2 separate regions of the Callithrix jacchus genome follow, and region 2 is linked to region 1. Evidence: chromatin contacts called from public Hi-C data. All regions are on one chromosome and are shown on one strand. Each heading gives the region's core, a stretch centred on a gene start, on an enhancer-like site or on the middle of the called end of the contact. The rest is flanking DNA. Distances are from core to core; before and after follow the strand shown. Region 1 holds the start of CDK6 (cyclin dependent kinase 6). Region 2 overlaps CDK6 (cyclin dependent kinase 6).

Evidence for each region. A called contact is a pair of places that touch in the nucleus more often than the background predicts.
Region 2: a contact with region 1 is called in a Hi-C map of skeletal muscle, with 2.3 times the contacts expected there. The contact joins the enhancer-like site here to the promoter of CDK6 in region 1. A contact is called at or near these places in 2 of 3 Hi-C or Micro-C datasets (induced pluripotent stem cells and skeletal muscle).

The regions. Positions count from the first base shown.
Region 1 is chr11:56,783,923-56,789,443 of calJac240_pri, reverse strand. CDK6 (cyclin dependent kinase 6) reads right to left here and starts at 3,082. Exons shown (of 8, transcript XM_009002454.5): 1 at 2,991-3,082; 2 at 1-200. LOC144578366 (a long non-coding RNA gene) reads left to right here. Exons shown (of 5, transcript XR_013523946.1): 2 at 1-3,076.
Region 2 is chr11:56,921,046-56,926,588 of calJac240_pri, reverse strand. All of the region lies in intron 4 of CDK6 (cyclin dependent kinase 6), which reads right to left. Among named protein-coding and RNA genes, the nearest start is that of FAM133B, 110 kb to the left of the region's middle. Within about 2 kb of position 2,063, at least 11 of the 16 cell types and tissues checked have an H3K27ac peak or open chromatin away from gene starts, as enhancers often do. A contact at or near this core is called in skeletal muscle, where this site is marked.

The DNA of each region.
Region 1 (5,521 bases), core at 1,833-4,332:
GGATGGAGCGAACTCCCCGCGGGGCTGGTGCAACCCTGGTGCCGCCGCTGCGAAACTCCGCCTGCAGAGTCGCCGCCACCGCCGCCGCCGTAGAAGCGAGCCGATCCCTCCTCTTTCCTCTCCGAAGCGAAGTCCTCAGCACAGACAGAGACGATTACATAGCATCTGTCCGAGCGTGTCTCAGTCCAGAATCATTGCACCTAAAGGAGGAGACGGGAGGATAAGAAGAAAGTGCAATCAGACAGCCCAGAAGCCTTCCTCGGGGTTCCTCCAGACTCCCCTCCTCCTCCTTCACGAAGCCTCCATCGCTACCCTTCGCGCGCTCCTGCCCTCTCCCAAGCCGCTTAATTCTTCCTGGTTCCTCCGAGAAAAGCGAAGTTACTTTTCTTTCCCTGCAGGGCTGAAGCCGTCTTCGCGCGGAGAGGTTGCAGGGGCCCCTCGGGGATGAGCGCGCGGCGCGGGACGCAGTGGAACGGGAGGGGGCGTGCCGAGCAGCCCAGAGTGTGCCGGGAGCGCGGGGGAGGGGAGGCGCCGGGCACGTCAATGTCACGGCTTAATATTTATCCCTATATCATTGTGTTGCGCCGCTACGCTCCCCACCTCCTGAGGCCTGAACGTGCAGGGAGAGAGGGTCCAGGGGTGCCAGAGGACCTTCAGGGGTCGCGCGCAGCTGGAGCGGAAGGACTGTGGGTCCATCCGTGTGGGGCCGCAGAATGCGGGTGGGGGTTCCCAGGACCCTGTAACCCGATGCTGGGAGTGTGCGAGAAGGGGTGGTCAGACATCTGCTCAGAAATTGCTTCCTTTCTTTCAACTTTCAGTTTTTCTACGAGGAGACATTTAAAAACGACTTGCACACACAAATGGTCTTTTTGGGGTAAAGGAGTCCCGGTTGGAAACGAAATTCTCTCTGCGACTGGGAGGAGGACCTCCCTGGTGGAAACCTTGGGAAGACCAGCCATCTGGTCTGGGAGGGTTGGGGCTACTCGGTGGTGGGTGAGCGAGAGGCCCTGGGGGAGGGGAGACCCCCTCACCCACAGGATCCCGAGGGTGGCGTCACCCACAGGATCGCCACACTTTCGCTTGTCGTCTCCTTAAAAGATAACTTCAGGAAGACGGTAGCATAATCGCGCCCGGTCCTGAAGTTTTAAGCTGATTTCGACCTGAGCAAAACTCAACCTCCCTTTCAAAGGGTGGGGGGTGGGAGGTTAAATCCTGCGCCTCCAGGTAAGCGAGAAGGTCTGTGTCTTTGGGGCTCGGACTCGCGAACCTCTTCCCACTCCTAGGACCTCCCGGCTGTAGGTAGCGGAGGCGGCTGCCCCATTCCACCTCCGGCTAAAGGCCAGGTCCAGTCTGCAGCCAGACGCCCCCGGAGCCCTGTGAACAACAAAGCGCCAGAGAAGGGTACCCTAACCTTTCCTCCCCACTCAACAGCTATCTGGGACCAGGGGGCCTCCCTCCCCCACGGCCACCGTGGCCTCGTCAGTACTTTCGCCACGCCGGCCGCATGTCTAGAATTCCCGGGGTACCTCGGAATTACCTGGCCCGCAACTGCTGGCCCGCTTGCCTTTTGCCAGGATTTAAGCAAACGGCACGACCCCACAGTGGGCGGGTGGAGTGGACCGCGGCGAGAGCAGAGATTCTGGCACTCACTCCATTCAGAACTTAAAATCCGAGCAAAGAGCCCCCAGGGACTGCCGGGGGTCTGAGCCAGGTCGAGGGCCACACAGGTAGCCGAGGAGCCGCCACTGGCCGCCCAACCCGCCTCTCCTCCGTTCCCCCATCCCCCTCCCGCTAGAGTCTAGCCCCGGGCTCCGCAGCGAAGGAAGCGTCGAAGGACGTCCCACCCCCACAGGGAACTGTGCCTGCTGCCCCCGCAGGGCCCCGCACGGCCCCGGCTCTCCCCCTACTCGCCCCCCAGAAGGTCGGCCTCGGCGGATAGAAACGGGAGCAGCAATGCCTTTCCCCCCCCCTCCTCCACTTTTTTTTTGTTGTTGTTGTTGCTTTCCCACGCTGGCTGAATGTGACTTGACCCCATTTCAAAAAAGTTTGACATAGTGCTTCAACATTTCCGCATTCCTCCGCGACTACAAAGGCTGCAGCCGCCTCCTTCTGCTTTCTGTCTCTGCTCTCTGTCTTCACACTCAATGAAATCCTTCATGCGCCTCTCCCGAAGCCTGCCAAGCACCGCAAGGGTCGCCACCAGCACAGCGACAAGAGGCCACACCGGGGACCGCGACTCCCGCGTGTGCGCACACGCAGATGCGCCCATGTGCACACGGTCGGGCGCGCTGCGGTACCAGGGTTGCTCACCGCGGGGCGTGTGTTTAACTCCAGTATTTAAAAGTATAAAAGTAAACTTGGAAACTAAAGCAAACGTGCGTCTTCGCGGGTCTCCAAGCCTGGGCACTGGCCGGTTGCGTGCACTCTTCTGTGCATAACACGCCCGCAGGAAGCCTGCGTTAACATTTATCTCGTGGAGGGGAAGGTGGAGCCCACACCCACACCTCAGCGAGCTGGAGGGGGAGCTTTGGTGGGGGAAATAGGGGGATGGAAGCACATTTTCCAGCATGGAGTCCCCAGAGGCAGTGCATTTGAAACCCTAAATGTGAATTATTATGTGAGTGTCCGAGTCGAGTTCCAGTTCCGTTGGAGAAACTGGATGGGGAGTGTTCTGCGTGGGTGTGTGTGCGCATGGATACGTGGAAGCAGGATCTCGGTGTCGTGGGTGTCCCTAGCATGGGATCTCCCCTCTCATCAGGAGATTCCTCTAGCTCCCCAAAACTGGCCCCCGTAACCAACCCCGTCTCAGTTTGTAAGGGGTTAACCAAAGCCGATTCCAGGGAAACACGGGTCCCCCCCCACCCCACCCCACCCCGCCACGCTCCACTTACCCCCACCCACAGTTATGCCTCGGACCCGGGCCAATCTCTCAGATCTCCCCCGGGACCCCCCACCCCGCAGCCCACCCACCCGAGCGCACGGCTCCTCACCTGAGGGGCCCAGTCGCGTCGGGCCTCCTGAGGAGGCTGCGAGTGTCAGTCGGCTCTCCGCACGTGTCCACGGCCTGGCGGAGCAGGTAATCAGACTCTGGGGAAGGAGTTACCAGCACTCTCCGGCGAGGGGGTGGGCACAGCGGCAGAGGGCGGAGGGACGGCGGAGGGCGCCGCCCGCGCGACTCGCTGGGGGCGGACGGGGCCGCGGGGATCCGGCCGGCGCTGGGGGCCCCAGCCGGGGAGGCAGCGTGGGAGACCGCGCGGGGGAGGCGGGGACCCACGAAGGCAGCTCTGCCAGAGAGCCACCCCTCGGCGGGGCTGGGGGCTCCTGGCGCAGAGGCAAGCTGGTGTGCAAATTAAAGCTTTCCGGAGAAAGGGGAGGCGGCCGAGCCCCGGCAGGGCTCTGAGCTCCAGGCTCCCCAGCTCCGGTCTACGCGTCGGGGGCTAGAAGGGCGCGGGGCGGAGGCGGGGGAGTTAAATGAAAATTTCCGGCTTTCACTGAAACTGGAGTAGGGGGATCCCGCTACTAAAATAAGCTGCGTTAGTGGGAGAGAGTGGGGACGTGTCGGGAGTCGGCGGAGTTTCCAAACCCAGGGTCTCCAAGAGTTGGGGTTTTGACAGGGTGAAGTGGGGGTTATCCTCACTGTGTGACGTGGACGGATGGGAAAAACAGAAAACAACCAACAATAATTATGAGGGGCCGATGGGGGTGGAAAATACCAATACTTTACAAGAAACTGAAAAATCAGACCAAAAATTAACTCTTCTCTATTAAAAAAAAAAAAGTTTGGCAGGATGCCTTGCAGAAAAGAAATACTAATCTGTCCAAGCACTTTTCACTTTCAGCATGAGCTACATTTGTTTTGTTTTCCTTCGCTTCCTTTCGGCCTCACAAAGCCCTATATTTTCCTTTTAGAGGATATGGTTTGGAAATTATCAGGCACTCTTATGGTTAACGATCTACTTGAAGGGGCTGGCGGGTTCACAATTATTAAGTGGTCAGTAACTGCTGAGGGTTCACTAACGTATTTCAGAGGAGCTAAAAAGACTAAAATGTAGTGCAAATAATAGAACTGCAGATAGTAGATACATACACACAAAGAGGGGTGCTCAGTTTAAATGCATTATTGGAATTCTGAAATTTGAAACCTGGTAAGAATGTATACTTTACCTGCTGAGAAACCCTTGAATACAATTATTTTAGATGAAAATGAGATTTTGGACAAAAAAAAAGTCTTTAAAACTTTCTACAATGGAGTAAAAGAAAACTTGAAATAGCTGTCTTTTTGGAAAGAATTTAGTGTTCTCCAAAATCTGTATCTGTAGAATACTTGAAACCCTTTAAAACATCTAAAAGCAAAACTTTTCACAAAATTATTTACTTCAGTTCTTTGTAGAAAAATTAAAACCCTGCAAAATTCTGTTTTAGTTGGAAATACTACTTCTATAAATCTTTTGACTTTAAAACCATGTTATTAATCTCACAGTAAATCAAAATTTTGCCTTTATAAAATTGATTCTATATTACAATGTGAGGTGAGGCTAGGGAAATAAAAATTGATGCATTTCCAGTAGCACATATTTTGCAATGCATTATAATACATTTTTTCTAAAAAATAAAGGTGAAAAATTGTATGTCTTTAAGCTTAAGATAATTCATAAAATACATTTTGTGTTAAGAGCATATGTAAAGCTATTTATAATCTCACATACCTTATAAATTGAAGAAAGCAAATCATTAGATTTTATATTTACATAAAATATTAGATGACTACAAATCACTAATTAGACTTTAAGCCAGAGACACAAATGGGTATCCTCCATTTTGGTACTTGTTCACACTTATTTACTTTTTAAAACAAGATTCACTTGCTGGTAATTAACATGTTTATATAATCCAGAAATAATCGCCAGTAAATAGGAACCAGCACATCATGACTAGAATTTATTTGAATAAATCATTTATTTAAAAAATAGCTACAAATATCTTTGAAATTAACAGAGAAGTGTCTTTTCCACACTGGGTTGAATTTTTAATTTCTGAATTTGACAACAACCATTGTTAGATCAGAAATTCCATGATTTAGGTTACTAGAAGATGTGGGCAATGTAAAAAACAATGAAACTTTAATTACATATGTTAATACTGAGTGTTAACTCTCTGTCCTTTTTTCCTGTTATTGCTATCTTCTGTGTTAATTTATTATTGTTCACTCTTCCTGGTTATGGTTCACATTAAATCCCAGTTGGTTAAAGCTTCAGACCCAAGGAAGTTTTACAATTGATTGTATAAAATTAGTAAATACCAGATTATTTTTGTTTATGGATAACTTCTGTTGTGGGTAACAGGTTATCATAACAAAATTTGTTCAAAGTTTATGAACTGTGAACCAAATTCCAACTTCTTTGTTTAGGAGTCTTATGAGAATGAATATATAGGACTCTAGAATAATGACTCCAACCAGTATTTTCACACCACATATCAGATATTCTAAAGTTGCAAATCATCTTACAGGTATTTAAAAATT
Region 2 (5,543 bases), core at 814-3,313, 140 kb before region 1:
ACCCAGCAACAAAGTGGGCTGGTGTGATCTAGCAGGTAACTCTCAGGATCAACTGGTAGATTTATTTTTCCATTTTACTGTTACCTGTTTTCTGATTTATTCATTTATGTTTTAAACTTTTCCTGTGTCCTAGTTTATATAGGTATATTCTAATTAATTTATCATTATGAACTTTAGCAATCTTTCAATTTTTCATAATGAGTATATGTAAATACAATAGATGCTTGTTGAAAAGAATTATTTTTCTTTTGTGTTACTTGGATTGAAGGCTTTAGCAATCAATCTTTTCTAGAGTTCACTGTCGTCATGTGAAGTCACTGTTACACATTAAATAGGCAAGAGAAGAGGGGGATTTTACAGATTGTGATAAATTTACAGTGAAATTGGGATATGGCAAATTGATAAGCTGAATGGTTGAAATGTCAGCTTCCAGGTGCCCTTGGGAACAAGTAAAAACGAAGACCTCATGTTACCTCCTGCTCAGTGCACAAAATGTCTGCTCATAATCATTTACGTGGTCATCTACTTGCTGAAGGTGATCTAAACATCAGCCATTTTTAGTCTCATCTTTAGTCATCAGTGAACACCATACAGTATAAGGGGTACATGATTAGATGGAGTAAGAGACAGAGTCCCAGACTAAGATTTGGAAACCTGAGTTTTTGTTCCAGATATACCTCTGGATATTAGTTATAAATAACCTCTATACAGTTATTATCTTGCAAAACAGTACTTTTATATCGTTGGGCCCTAGTTTTCTCAACTATAAAATCAGAAGTTACATTTAATTATTTCTAAAGTCTTTCTAACTCCAGAATCCTATAATTGAGAATAAATAAATTATACATGCTCAGTGACACCATCTGAACATCACGCTGTGTACCAATAAATCCAGGTCAATGATGCTGTTCACAGAAACCTGACATTTACAGAAATCAAACTTTAACCAAGAGGAAAACTGACAGAACATTAATAATTGCCCAATATAATTTGTGATTCCATAAAGCAAAACTGGAATTCCAGAAGAGACGTGAAGAACTTTAAGAGTTATTTAGCTTGAGTGGCAAAAGGCAAAGTCACATATCACTTATCAATGCAGGTGAGAGTACAGTCATGTCTGCATGTCATGTAGTATGGGAGGGACTATTGTCTATCTCATGTTCTTTTCAGAATCAAGCATCATTGATCAAACATGAATGTGCAGTGATTGATTGTGCTTTCATTAGGTAAGCATCCAAACTTATTACAAAATATGCTCAGAGTGGCTGTTTCAGAAGAAATGTCTGTCTTTGAAATAGACAATTGTATATATAAAGACTGCAGCAAAAAGGAAAGACATGGGGTATAATTTTTCTCTTCTTACCTATTGAAATATATCTCTGATTCTTGTCTTTAGAAATTACTGAAGGAAAAAATATCATCTCAAAAGACTGAAATTACTTATAGACACAGGGATATTAACCTCCTATGACATATTAAAAAGTTTGGGAGAGAGAAATGTAAGCTACACATGATACCTCTGGAAATTCCATTCTGTTTCATGCAAATGATCAGTGAAAGTTATAATGATACAAAGTTATGCCAATAATAGACTTTTAAAGAATCAGGTATAAATGGCAGTGTAAATACACAGATCATCTTGGTTTCTTTTAAACATTACCAAACAAATATGATCCTAGCACTAAGGCAGAAATTTGGGGGAAAAGCCTCATAGCTTCTTTGTTGGTGGTTAAGGAACTCTGAAGTAAAAATAATAATAATAATAAAAATCAAGAAGCAATGCTCAAGGTAATAAGTGCTTCCATGTTTCCAGTTCTCATATCTGAGGGCACTGGATCAAGCTAAAGGACAATGAGATAAGGACAATATTGCAAGTTACCAACAAATGGCAGATAAAAGAGCTCTTCTGGGTCCTGATTAAGTGACAGCATTCTACACATTCTTTTGACTTGAGAAAGTCAGACTAAGAGCAGCAGCTAAGTTCCATGTGAAGCACCGCTAAATAAGCGTATCTGCATGCTTTCACATTCTGGCAGGACAGGATTCCTCCCCTTTCATTGAACAGAGACATGTTCTCTGGGCTCACAGCAATAATGCGCCTCTGCTTCAACTTCCATAAAAAAGCATAAATGTATAGGCTGAAAGCACAGAGAAGTTTTGTGCTTTGGGACGTGGTGGCCGAGAGCCAATGTTTACAATCCCCTGGGTGGGGAAGGCAGGCTGAAAGGCTCAGGACGGCAGGCTTTAAAAGTCTTTGCTGTTGCCGCCAGTGACCTTCGCCTCTGTTTTCAAAGCAGCTTTCACATTAACCCCTTGGATTCTGTGTGCACTGGAGCTGCACAAAGGAAATACCTTTCTTTGAAGGACACCTCTCTCACGCACATCGGTTTCTGATTTCAGTTGGAGCAGCTCAGAAACACAGGATTAAGAAAGAAGCATGTATTCAATCTGCTGTCAGACCCACGGGCATGTCAGTGGTATTGGATCTGGATTTCGATGTGTGTTCTGTTCTACAAAGTGAAAGTTTCCAGCTTTAGGCAATGGACTCAAGGTTACAAACCAGGGGATTGTGAAACATGAGCATATTTGGTCTCCAGGGGAGAAGGAAGCATCCAATTTATGCAGAAATGCTCTTTTCCCAGCTAGCCAATGAGAGGCGAAGCTTTGAGAGTAGGCTTCCTATTGGGATCTCCTGACTAGAAGAATGGTGCTTAAAATTAAAGACAGGCTAAATTGCTAACAGCCCAACTTAAAAAGCAGCTGAAGAGAAAATGCCAATTGTAGAAATCAAAAAGGAGTTTTCCCTTTATGAAATCAAAGCTGACCACATTTAGCTTATTATTACATACTGTTGTTGTTTTGCTGGGAAAAAATTAATAATCTTTTACTCTTAATGATCAGAAGTAAAGATCCTGTAAAACCTTATCATATATGTGTATTTTTTAAATAGTCTTTACTAAATTACTCAAATGAAAATATTCAAGAGTGGTATTATTTAAGCCTCAAAATGTTTTCAGGACACAAGATTTACTTTGAAAAAACTGGTTGATATGTCAGGGACTAGAACAAATGCTTTGGTCTATGAGAAACTTTGTGGATTTAAAGATGTTTGCCATTTAAACATTGATCATCATTAACATTGTCACCCCTTTATTCAATGGACAGCATATGGAATTCTGGGGTGATAAATTGTACAATTCTAATATTCAGAGTCTATGAACTCCTAACACATTTCCTGTCTTCAAGAGGGTTAAGATTTCTGGAGAAGAAAATGAAAAGCAACATACACCAGAAAATTTAACTGATATGCAAAAAAGTCCTTAAGTCTTACTAAAATCATCCAATCAAATATGAGACATGAATGAGAGAGAGAGAATTTTCTCTTCACATTTGGAGATGAAGCCTGGCCTCTATGTTACCAGGCGGCCATCTCTAATGTCATAAAGTCCGTGTATACTGTAGCTGGAAGTCCATCTCGGGAAGAATGATGATATTTGAGAGAACTGTTTTTTAGGACTAATAATTGGATCATAATAAGTGCTTCTGGAAACACTTAATTAACATTTCAGCTTCTCAAATAATGCTTAATAGTAATCATAACTATCACCCTGGCTTTCATTACAGACCAAACAACCTGTTCCTTGTTATCTATTATAGAAGTCAATGGTGATTAAGAAAATATATTCCACTCTAATGCAGACACTGACTAGAAAGAATGTTTTGAGAGGCTCAAAGAAACCCCAGAGCTGCACAACAGAAGATATAGCTGAGGAAAAACAGTCAAAGTTTATCATGGGTCTTCCATATGCCTGGCACTTCACTAAGGATTTCACAAATTTTGTGTGATTTAAATATAAAAACTTGCGAGATAGGCACAGAATTTTTTTTTACCCCTATTTTAGGTAAGATACTGATATTCAAACATGTTAATAACTACAGTAGTCCCAAACTAGCCACTTGTCAGAGTTAGAATTCAAACCCAGGTCTAACTCCAGAGTCTGCAAGTGTAACCACTGAGCATGACAACCATGCAAACAGCTCTCTACCACTGCAAAGAAGCCCCTAGGAAACATACTTCACAGCTCGAACCAATTGGCTTACATTACAATTACTATTTTATTGGGGACTCCAAGGCATGTCAATCTTTTAAGAAGGAAGCTGTGTTCAGTTGGAGACTTTTCCTCGTATTACTGAATTAAAAGTCACATATGACTTCTATCAGAGGTTGGGAAGCTGCAATACCTGGTTTCTGCAATAGATTTGCTAACATTTATATATTAATTTCACATTTTAAATGGAATCTAAAAGTAACAGATGATAGATATTATGCTATCACAAATTTTCATGTTTTACAAGCTAGTGGAAAATGCTTTATTCATAGGCTACAGGATCCATATTCTCACTATTCTCAGTCTGGGCCCCTCACTCCCACCCAAAGCTTTTAAGGCACTGTTTCTTGCCATCTTTTATAGCAATGACATGTCACTTAAAAAGTTTTCAGCTTTGACTCCGGTTTTTGAAGCAGCTTCTATGTAACTAATAACCTAACAGCTCTCCATGAACTTTAATTATTGCAATAGAATTATTAGGCACCACCAGTTACAACTGAACTCCTCCACACACAGTATAAAGTTAAAACTGTACAAATGAAGCCAAAATATGCACAGCTAAAAGGAATGTTACAGGGGGGCCTCTCTTAGCGAACAAAGCAAGCTCAGTTTGGCTCTTTTTCCCTCGCGCTACCACATCCGCACATCGTTAGTTGGAAAATTCCTGATATATGCTGTAATTTTTTGTGCTTTTTTTTCCCCCCAGCACACTTGAGGCTTTAATGTCCAGATGCCATTTTCCCCCTTATCTGTCCCTGTTTGGGGCTCTGCCAGCTATGGTCAACAATTAATACAGCTGAAGAAAAAAATACAGTACGCTCCCTGGCAATTGGTACAGCCTCGCAGGAAATACCAAATAAAAACTTGATTATGTATTGTTTAACCATTTTGTTTGCCTGTAGGCCACCCCGTCGTCGGTGTAATTCAGACGAGCATGCTTCATCTGGACGGTCTGTGCACTGCACCATTGTTCCCAGAGTCTGTCACGCACAATCACTGGCTTCAGCCTGTGGCCCTCTAAATGAAAGGAGCAGATTTGTGGCAGCTTTCCAACCTGCATTCCTTTTAATTAGTCAACTTGTGGCCCAATGTTATAATAGATAAGTAACCTCTTAATATTCATGTAATTAATTTATTTTTTTTCTCATTCAGTTATAAGCCTTTGCATGGGGAAGAAAAGGCTTTTTCCTATATGGGCTCTGGCTTATGAAATAAGCATGCTACTATTATAAAGGACATTAGAGACCATGGAGGAGGACAATTCCAGAAACGACAGTATGCCCATACCTCTACTTTAAGCATATTATTTTTGCATTTAAAATAGTGACAGAAATCTTTCTTTTGCAATCAATTTGATGTATGTAAGATAAATCATCTTCTTGTCAACTTCAACTGGGCTGATACATTTCAACTGATAAATTAGTTAAAATGTCA